2 separate regions of the Pan troglodytes genome follow, and region 2 is linked to region 1. The links are chromatin contacts, called in public HiChIP or PLAC-seq maps. All regions are on one chromosome and are shown on one strand. Each heading gives the region's core, a stretch centred on a gene start, on an enhancer-like site or on the middle of the called end of the contact. The rest is flanking DNA. Distances are from core to core; before and after follow the strand shown.

What was found. HiChIP or PLAC-seq counts read pairs in DNA pulled down with a chosen protein or histone mark.
Region 2: an H3K4me3 HiChIP or PLAC-seq map of stem cell-derived excitatory neurons shows a contact between it and region 1, with 4 times the contacts expected there. The contact joins the promoter of RELT here to the promoter of ATG16L2 in region 1.

The regions. Positions count from the first base shown.
Region 1 is chr9:74,849,017-74,853,891 of NHGRI_mPanTro3-v2.0_pri, forward strand. ATG16L2 (autophagy related 16 like 2) reads left to right here and starts at 2,038. Exons shown (of 17, transcript XM_063783182.1): 1 at 2,038-2,231; 2 at 4,399-4,498. The coding sequence starts at 2,114.
Region 2 is chr9:75,408,189-75,413,063 of NHGRI_mPanTro3-v2.0_pri, forward strand. RELT (RELT TNF receptor) reads left to right here and starts at 2,591. Exons shown (of 10, transcript XM_054661512.2): 1 at 2,591-2,790.

The sequences.
Region 1 (4,875 bases), core at 788-3,287:
TAACTTTTTTTATATTTATTGGTCAAATCATATATCTCTTACATAAATAATTTGAGATACATTAAACAGCAAGTTAAATGTAAAAAGCAGAAATTTGTCTCCATATATTATCTAAAATTTTATTTCAAGTGATCTTTATAATACAATCTTTCATATTCTAAAAATAGAACATGAATATTTTTAGTCAAAATCAATCACTTCGTTATCATATACTACTCAAAAATGACAATTTATTTAACATTTCCTAGGTGTATTTTGCGAGTCAAAAAAGGATTAGGAAACCCTGCCCCAATATGGCTCCTTACCTGAGAGAAACGGCATCTCTGCACCTCACAGCCAGGCCAAGCCCTGTTAATATACTCTCCCATGCACATAGCCAGAGTTCCTTATTTATATAGTGTCTCCAAGCACCCAAGAGTCCGCCAGTTCTAAAGGGAATTCATCACTGTCATCAGCTGGCCCTGGGTCTCCATGGGTACTGTGCCTGTCTCCTGGGCATGGCTTTTGCTGAACGTTACCACCCATCTTCAACACAAATACTCCTTCAAGAGACAGGTCAGGCCTGGGTTGGGGCTAGAGGTACAGAGACATCTGGGACCCAGGTCCTGCCCTAAGGGGCACCGCACAGATTACAGGATGGTGTGATAACTGGTGACGGTTATAACTCGAACTCAGCTGGGGCTGGTGTCTGAGAAGCTTGAACTCAGTGTAGGGGCAGGAAAGTTCTCCTGGAGGAGGTGATGCATGATTAGGAGCCAGGCCCCCTAGAGGCGACGATGTTCCAAACATCAGGCTCGGCCTGTGCAAAGGCCATGGGCGTCTAAGACAATGACATGTGGGGGACTGAGCCCAGCTCACTGGAAGCAGAGCAGGCTACACTGACCTGGGGGCGTCTAGGCCTTCACTGCTTTCTACGTCCTCTGACCCATCCCCATCAGAATCTCAACAGACTCGTCACCTCCAGGGCCTGCACTGCTCTCCCATCGTTGCCCAACTTCTCTCGTTCCCTAGGGATGTTCAAGTCTGCCAACACTCAGAGGGCAGGGCCTGCTGGCATGCCCCAGGGTGAGGCTGTGCCCAGCGAGTCCCTCCTTTCGTGTCTTACAGTAGCCTGAGCCTGCAGAGCTGGCTCTCTAGCATCTAGCTAGAGACGGTTTGACCACAGTTCCCTGCGACCCATGATTCACTTTCGAGGGTACCCACAAGAGATGTGTCTGCTCCTCCAGACGCCGCCCAATGGGGTGAAGCGTCTGGCCCTGAGTCAGGATGCTGGGGGTGCTGGCCGTCTCAGCTACCCACTCCTTTGCAACCCCAGGCAAGCAAGCTCGTTCTCTCCTCCCGGCCAGGGGCTTTCTAGATGAAATCAGCTGCACCCCTTTACTCTCAGGGACCTAAAATTTCGGCGACCATGTGGAGCCGTAAACCCTTCTGCCTCCTGTCCTCCCAACCCCGCACCCACCTGGCGTTTTCGTGTCACGGAACCTCTGCACGTGCTCTTCTCGAGGCCTAGAGTCCCTCTCTCCCTCTGGCCAACTCCTATTTCATCCCTCACAGACCCAACTCGAACGCCATCATCCCCGGAAAGCGGGGATTCCTCCCTTCAGTCTCTGCTTCCTTATCTTGCTGTTCTGCTGCGCCGCGCCCTCAGTGTACGCGCAGAGCCCGGGGCCTCTGGGTCCCTGGCTGGGCGCGCGGCCAGGAGCGCGACGGCCTGGGAAGCATCAGCGGCTCTCGAACTCGGCCCGGGCGCGGCGGGGTTAAGAGACCCGGGCCTTGAGGGCCCCGCCTCCGGAGCGCTCCACCCGCGTGGGGGAAGCCGCCCCGGAGGCTCCGACCTCGCTCCTGCTTATGACCCTCGCAGCCACAGGAGCCCCCACTTAGGTGAACATTTCGGACGGGACCCCGGCGGTTCAGACCCGGAGGCGGCTCCTCCCGGAGGCAGCTCCTCCCGGCGTCGGCCTTCGGTCCTCCCCGCCAAAGCCCTCTTGGGACAAGCCGGGGATTTCCCCGCCGCCGCCCGCCCCCTGGCGTCGCGGAGTCCCCGCGAGGCCCCGCCCCGGCCTGGCGCCGTCCTGGGCGGGAGGAACGCGCCGCTAGGCGGGAGAGCGCGGCCATGGCGGGGCCGGGCGTCCCCGGTGCCCCCGCAGCGCGCTGGAAACGCCACATCGTGCGGCAGCTGCGGCTTCGGGACCGTACGCAAAAGGCGCTTTTCCTGGAGCTGGTGCCGGCCTGTGAGTGCGCCCCGGTGCTGAGAGGATGGCGGCTGAGGGGACGCGGCTACGGGCGCGGGGAGAGGGTTTGGCTGGCTCCTCCGCCTGTGACCCGAGTGCGCTGTGCCTTATGCCTTGAGCCTGTGCGTTACGCCCATCCCGACTGCCAGGACTCCGCCCCTTGCCATCCAGGCTCTGGTTAGAACCTGGACGAGCCCCTCATGGTCCCCCTGCCCTCGTCGCCCCTCAGGACGGGCTCTGCCTCCCACAAGCTGGGCTTCCGAGACGCAAGTGCGTCCTCGGGTGTTGGTTTTGCAGGGTCTCTTTTGCCTCCCTACCCGGGCAGTCCCCGGGGCAGGGGCTTGATCAGTGCACTTAGTCTCGGTAGCGCAGTGAAAGAACGCGGGACTTGTCCAGAGCAGCCACTTATTGGCCCATCCGGAGAGGGGCGACACTCGGAACCTCTAAGGAGGAGGCTGTGCATCTCAGGCTCTGCCGCTGACAGGCGACGCTAGCACAGGCTTATGGAACACCTCCCTGTCAGCCTACCCAGCCTGAGGGGGCATCAGGGGGCCCCGGGCTGCTGGCGGATGCTGGCTGAGCCCAGCGAAGTCGGACTCTCAGAATTGTTTCTGGGCAGCTGGTCAGGATAGGGTGTGGCATTTCAAGAGGGGATGAACAGGTGTGCCTGTGTGTCGCACCTCTGGCCGCCTGCGATTTTATGTCTGTGGTTGGAAGTCTAACCACAATCCCTGCGGCTCTCTCACTGGGGCTAATCTTGGCCAAACCCCCACAATCAAATCTGCTCTTAGCCAGGAAAATTTCTCTGCAAGCTTCCAGGCTGCTGGTCCTCTACCTTCAGGGTTGCGAGGCCAGCCCCCACCTCCAGCAGCCACACTTCTCCACTGCTCAGACAGACAGTGGAACCGTCCAGTTTGAGGGAGGGGGTCACCGCCCCCCCAACCCCTGCCCCCCGCCTCGACCCAGAGAGCTGTGAGTCTGAGGGACTAGAGAGACCTGGAGGGCTGAAATCAGACTGAAGGGCCAGTCTTGAAACCTTGGGCAGATCACATCGCTAAGCCTCAGTCTTCTTACTTGTTAATTGGGTATAGAGACCTTCTTTAGGTTTGCTGGGTGCTGCAGTACCCTGGGGGCTGAGGTGGGGTTTTCATGAGAACTAGGCCAGGCCCAGGGCCTCAGTCAAGGTGACAGGGCACTGAGTGTGGGAAGGAAGTTGATGAGAAGGGAGCTAGGCCCGGACTTACCACCCCACCCTCCCCTGGATCTGGTGAGAAAAGAGGAAGTGACTGTTGATGGGGGAGGGTATTCCAGGGTCAAACCACCAACCTCCAGAATGTCTGCTGGATAATTGCTCAAGGACTTTCTATTCTGGCCTGGGGGTACCTTACACCAGGGCTGGGGAAGTTGGGATTATTTATTTATTTATTTATTTATTTGAGATGGAGTCTTTGCTCTGTTGCCCAGGCTGGAGTGCAGTGGTGTGATCTCCGCTCACTGCAAGCTCTGCCTCCCAAGTTCACACCTGTCTCCCGTCTCAGCCTCCCGAGTAGCTGGGACTACAGGCGCCTGCCACCACGCCTGGCTAATTTTTTGTATTTTTTAGTAGAGATGGGGTTTCACCGTGTTAGCCAGGATGGTCTCGATCTCCTGACCTCGTGATCCGCCCGCCTCAGCCTCCCAGAGCGCTGGGAATTCAGGTGTGAGCCACCGCGCCCGGCCGGGGATTATTTTTAAGTGCAGAAAGCTAGAGCCCTTGGAGGGGAAGTGACTTGCCAAAGGCCATTGACAGGTAGAGCTCGGTTTATTTCATCACTTTCTGGGGCTAAGCCTTGCTCTGAGGCAGGGATGAATCAATCCCAGGCCCCTTCCTTCCCTCAGGACCCTCAGCGGGCAGTACCCCGCAGTGGTCATCCTTCTGTCCCTGGGAGAGCAGGTCCTCTTCCACGTGGGCCTGGGGACCGGTGCTATGAGGACACTGCTAGGGCTGAAGGTCCTGTAGAACTGCACAGATGCCCCTCAGGCACAGGGCGGAGGCCAGCCTGCCAGAAGCTTCCCCATCCCTAGCATCTCTGGGCTCCTGCAGCCCTTTTAGCTGGAGATAAATTGCATGCCAGGGGGCTGCTGGGTATCTGTCTCTGCCCCAGGCTCACTCTCTTGCACTCTCCAGATAACCATCTCTTAGAGAAGGCTGAGCTGCTGGACAAGTTCTCAAAGAAGCTGCAGCCGGAGCCAAACACTGTCACTCCCACCACCCACCAGGGCCCCTGGTGAGTGTATGTGGGTCCGTGGTCACAAAGGGCTGCCTGTGCTGGGGCCCTGCCCCTACTGCCTGTGCTGGGTTCATTCTCTCCCTAGTGCCTCATCAGCCCTTGGCTGCTGCCCAGGGGTGGTGGGGGTGGTGGAGGTGGTGGGGGTGGTGGGGGAGGCAGGCCCTTGGCCTTCCCACAGGCCAGCTGTTTAGAATCTCTTTCCCCTCCACCTTTCTTTGTCCATCTCTCTGCATTTGTCCCATCTCCTTCCCCTCCCACCCCTATACTTATGTCTTTTCCCTTTCTCAGTCTTTTTCCATTTCCCTGTTCCTTGCCTGATGCCTAAAGAAAGGGTCTTGCTACCTGTTGCAAAGAGGGAGTAAAGATGAGAACCA
Region 2 (4,875 bases), core at 1,341-3,840, 560 kb after region 1:
TGGCCAGGCTGGTTTAGAACTCCTGACCTCAGGTGATCCGCCCACCTCGGCCTCTCAAAGTGCTGGGATTACAGGCGTGAGCCACCGCGCCTGGCCTGGAGCATTGAAATTTAAGTCTGAGCCTGCCGTTCCTCCAGGCTTGTACTGTATGTACTTCCTTCTGGAATTCTAGCACAGCCAGCAAGCAGAGTGGCACCCACTACCTTTGGTCCATGACTCCAAGGCAGTCATCTACTCAGACCCCTGCATACAGCCACACTGTGCTGGCTCTGATCCTGTGACCCAGGATCCCCACCCCAGGCAGGGCCTGGCTGGGGCATGGCACCTGTACCCCTGCCTCCAGGTCCCCATCATAGCTCATCCCAGTTTACTGGGACCTTGTGCTGTGTACCTACAATGAGGTGCACACATTCTCTGGGCCCACTTGCCCAGCTGTACCATGTGAAGTTCAACAAGATGGTCTCTGAGGTCCCTGAGCTCAGGGATTCCAGTGCTGACTCCATGGGTTCAGTTGAGATGCCAGGATTTTATAAAGCCTGTGATTCTGAGAGCCCTTTGTTCTCAAGCCTGTGGTTCTCCAAGCTCCATAAAAAGCGAGTCTAAATCTTTCCTGTGGCTTCCACAACTCCTTCCCTGTCTACTCACTGTGGAGCAACCCAGATGCTGGTAGACTCTCAGGGAGGGGCCCACGTCACAGTGGTTTCAGGGTCAGAGCTGGCTGCAGGAGGAGCTGGCGCATCCACCCAGCAGTAAATAATAATTAGGCTCCCTCCTAACCTAGGGGTTGCAGGGGCGAGAAGTGTTTGGGCTGTGGCCCCGGGAGACCTACTCTCTGGAGCTGCTTCCAGGGCAGCCAGGTAGCCGCCTCCCACAGAGAACTTCAGGCAACATGTCTGGCACCCCAGTTTTCAGATGAGGAAACTGAGTTGGGGGTGGATTTGATGAAAACCTCACAGAGAGCTGGTGGTAGAGAGGGGCCTGGACCCTCTCTGGGATGTCTGATTAATAGCCAGTGCTCCTTAACCAAAAAGCATTTCCCCATTTAGTTTATTGATTGAGACAAGGTCTCACTCTCTCACCCAGGCTGGAGAGCAGTGGCACGATCGCGGCTCACTGCAGTCTCAACTTCCTGGGCTCAAGTGATTCTCCCGCATATTTTTGTAGAGACTGGGCTTCATCATGTTGCCCAGGCTGGTCTCGAACTCCTGGGCTAAGCGATCCTCCCAACTCAGCCTCCCAAGGTGCTAGGATTACAGGTGTGACCACTACACCTGGCCTTCCCCATTTGGTTTATTGAGTGACGACACCTGAAATTGCCACCATTTGAACTCTAGAACCTAGAGCTGGGGTGTAGATGGTCCCCTTACAAAGAAAACATTTCCAGGAGTGGAGGCATTCTGGATGCTCTGGCCTTCCATAGGCTGGGATGTGGGACCCTGGAAGAACCCCTGCCCCAGCCCTGGAGGTCTCCATTGACATATGAGGGTGCTGATGTCATGATCCTGACATCAATGACCTGTAGCTCCTTATGCCCTTCCCCCACAACCTGGGCATGACCCAGGGAAATGAAAACTCATCCCCTGCTCCCCTCCCCATGCGGTGTCAGTTCGCCTCCTGGAATCTCCTGGACCCTGGGGACCTGACCTTTTCCGTCTCCTAGCCCCTGGGTTCAGATTCTATGACTGTTTAGAACCCCACCCCCAGCCATCTATCCCCAGCTGACTTATTTACCTTCCTTTCTCCATCTCTGTCATGGGCTGTGATTATCCTGACCCCAGCCAGGCCTCTGGCCCAGCACTAGGTCCTCCCTGGTGTCTCAGTCTCCCATCAGCCCTACTGTCCCAGGAGGACCGCCTGAGATCCCCTGAATAGTACTGAGAGGGGGAACGGGCCACTGAGCTGCTCCCTCCAGTCCTGGCACACCCTGTAGCACAACTCCAGGGGACACGATTCGGAGTCGGAATACAGTGTGAATACTGCCTGGAGTTTGTGATGACTGGCATTGGAAACTGGCAGGGTGGGATGGCTGTAGTAGGGAGGGGGGCACTGAGTCACCTGTCCTGCTGGAGGGAAACTAACTACCCTGGCAGAGAGAAGTGGTGCGGGGAGTAGGGGAGTGGAGGCAGGAGACGCCTCCTGGAGGATTTCACTAGGCCTTGAAGGATGTGCCGAAGCCCACCGTGTGCGCTTCCTTTATAGACTCACCTTCACCAGGCCTTTTCGCCAACTAGGTGAGGGTTTCCAGGGTTGGGCCTGGGCCTCGTCAACAAGGCAAAGTGAGGTTATTCTTCCTGGCCACCAACTGGCAGGAGGACGATGAGGCCCAGAAAGGGGCAGAGGTGGCTCTAGTTACTCTGGCAATGCTGAGAGGACCCAGAGGAGTATCTCAGTCTCCAGTCTCTTTATCTTGCTTCGCACAACTCCTTTCTTGGTTCAGAGCCCTGAAGAGGCGGATACAAGAGGCCCTCTGGGCCCCGCCGCCCAGTCCCGCGCAGCCCCCTGCAGTTCCCAGGGGCGCGAGAGAGGGCGACGTAGAGCAGCGCCGCCCGGCGGCAGAGCGGCGAGCCCCTCCGCGGCTCGGGGTGAGTCGGGCGGGGGGCGCAGACCGCGCTCTGACGTCGGGGGCGGAGCGGCCGTGACGCGCGGGGGCGGGTCTGCGCACCTTCCCGGCCCGGCCGGCGATTCATTCAAAAGGCGCGCAGGCTGCGCGGCTGTCCGGGCGGTCGCCAAGCCGGGCCGCGGCGCCGAGTCGAACGGGGAGCCGAGTTGGAGCTGTCGCGGCGCGGCCAGGTAAGGAGGGCGCGCGGAGCGCCCATCCAGAGTCCGCTCTCCGCGGCCGGGCCAGCGGGATACGGACCCTAGTGGCGCCCCCTGCCTCCCCGCGTCTCTGAGGAAGTTCGCGGGCTCGGCGGATGCGGCAGCCCGGCCGCGCGCCCCCCCACCCCACTCCTCCCGCCTCGCGTCCTGTCCCGGCGCCTTCCGCGCACCGGCCACCGCCAGTCTCCGAGCCCCGTGACCTGCAGGTCCTCCGGCCGCGACTCCGGGCCGGCCCTGCGTGGTGGCTGTCGGGGGGCGCGCGGGGAAGCAGCGGAACTTGCGGTGTGAGGGGCCGGCGGGGCCCGGAGCGGTCCCCGGCCCGGGAAACTTGGACCGAGACCAGGTTGTGGTGCGGGCTGGACGGCGGCGCCTCGGCGCGGCTGCGGCGCGGGGCGGCCAAGGGGGGGTCTGGACGGTGTCAGCCCGTGACTGTGGGTGACACGGCGCGTGAGGCGGCCTGGCCGGGCGAACGTGTGGCTGGGACACTGGGCGGTGACGCCGGGCCGAGCGGGCGACACAGAGGGGCTCTGTGTGTGGGAGACAGGCAGCGTGTGTGCGTGTGTTGTGTGAGGGAAAGACCCGGGGTCACTGGGGTCACGAAGTGCGTGGCTTGGGGTGTGACCGGCGCAGGGCCAGGGCCACCCGTTACTGTGAGTGTGAAATAGAGGGAGAGGAGCCCAAGTGACTGAGAACGAGCCGAGCTCGCTGGCGCCATGGTGTGCGTGTGGGGTCAAGTGGTGTCAGTGTGTGTGTGTGTGTGTGTGTGTGTGTGTGTGTGTGTCTGCGCCTAGGGCGATGATGAGTAAGAGGCAGGAGGAGGAGGGACCAGACCTAGGACACCTTCCGGCAGATGTGGGGCGATGAGGAAGTTGGGGAGCCAGGAGACAAGGGTCTCCAGGACTGTCCCCACGAGGGCACCCCTCAGGAGTTCAGCTTAGTGAGGAGATGGACCCTGAGGGATAGGCCCTGGCTGAGGGAGAAAGCCGAGGCTGGGCAACATCTGGTGGGGTGGCCCAGATGGCAGCAGGGTAGGGGCCCTGTGGTAGTCTCAGCTTCCCCCCGCCCACCTGCATCCACACACTCACGCATCGAAGTCCCTACACCTGGCAAAGTTCTGCCCCTGTGTAATCTGTATTCTCAGCGGACCCGGACACAATCTTGTTCTCAGACCCCCCCGCCCCCTCCCCCACGCAGGCCTCAGTCTCCCCATCTGCACACTGAGGTGCTGGGCTTTGAATGGACTGTGAATCATCACTTTGGGATCCTCTATTGTTTTTGGGTCAACCGCCTGTGTTCTCCCTTCCCTTCAGGCAGAAAGACTGCAGTGGGGGGTGGGGGCAGGCTTCTCCTGGGGACACAGTGGCCCAGGGGCTGCACTCAGGGGCTACTGATAGGGTTGGAAGCACAGCCTTCTCCAAAACTGGTCAAGGAAACGTTAGCCTCCCACCCAAAGGCTTCCTGGTCCTCTGTCACGAAATGGATCCATAGACAATATGGATCCCCAAATCCATAGACATTCACTTCTCTACCTGGGTGTCCTTTCTTCAGTTCCTTGGGTTGGGGGAGAGTGGGGAGAGACTTGTTCCCCAGGAGTGGTCTCTGGTGTGGGAGGCTAAGTTCTTGCTGGAGAGCTGGAGCGGTGCCCTTTCGCCATCTGGGCAAGACCCTCTGAGGCCCCTTCTCCCATATGAAGGTCTGTGGGGTTCATGCAGGGTGGGGTGGAAGCTGAGCTCCGTAGTCTAGGAGAGGGTGGCACTTGCTGTAGAATCTGGAAGTTCTGTCTTCTGCTGTCATCCTCTGAAAATGCTGATTACATTCTAGGGGTGGGGGACAGGGTGGGGGACAGTGTCAGGCACTGTTCTGAACACTTCATGGTGTTCTGTCTTGTTGAATCTTCGCAGTGATTCTGAGATGTAGTGACTGTGTTTCAGAGAAAGGAACTGAGGATCAGAGAAGCAAAGTGACTTGGCCAAGGTCATACAGAGTCAGGACAGTGCCAGGACTGGAATTCAGGTCTTCTGACCCCAGAGACCTGTGAGATGCTGGGAGAGAGGATCA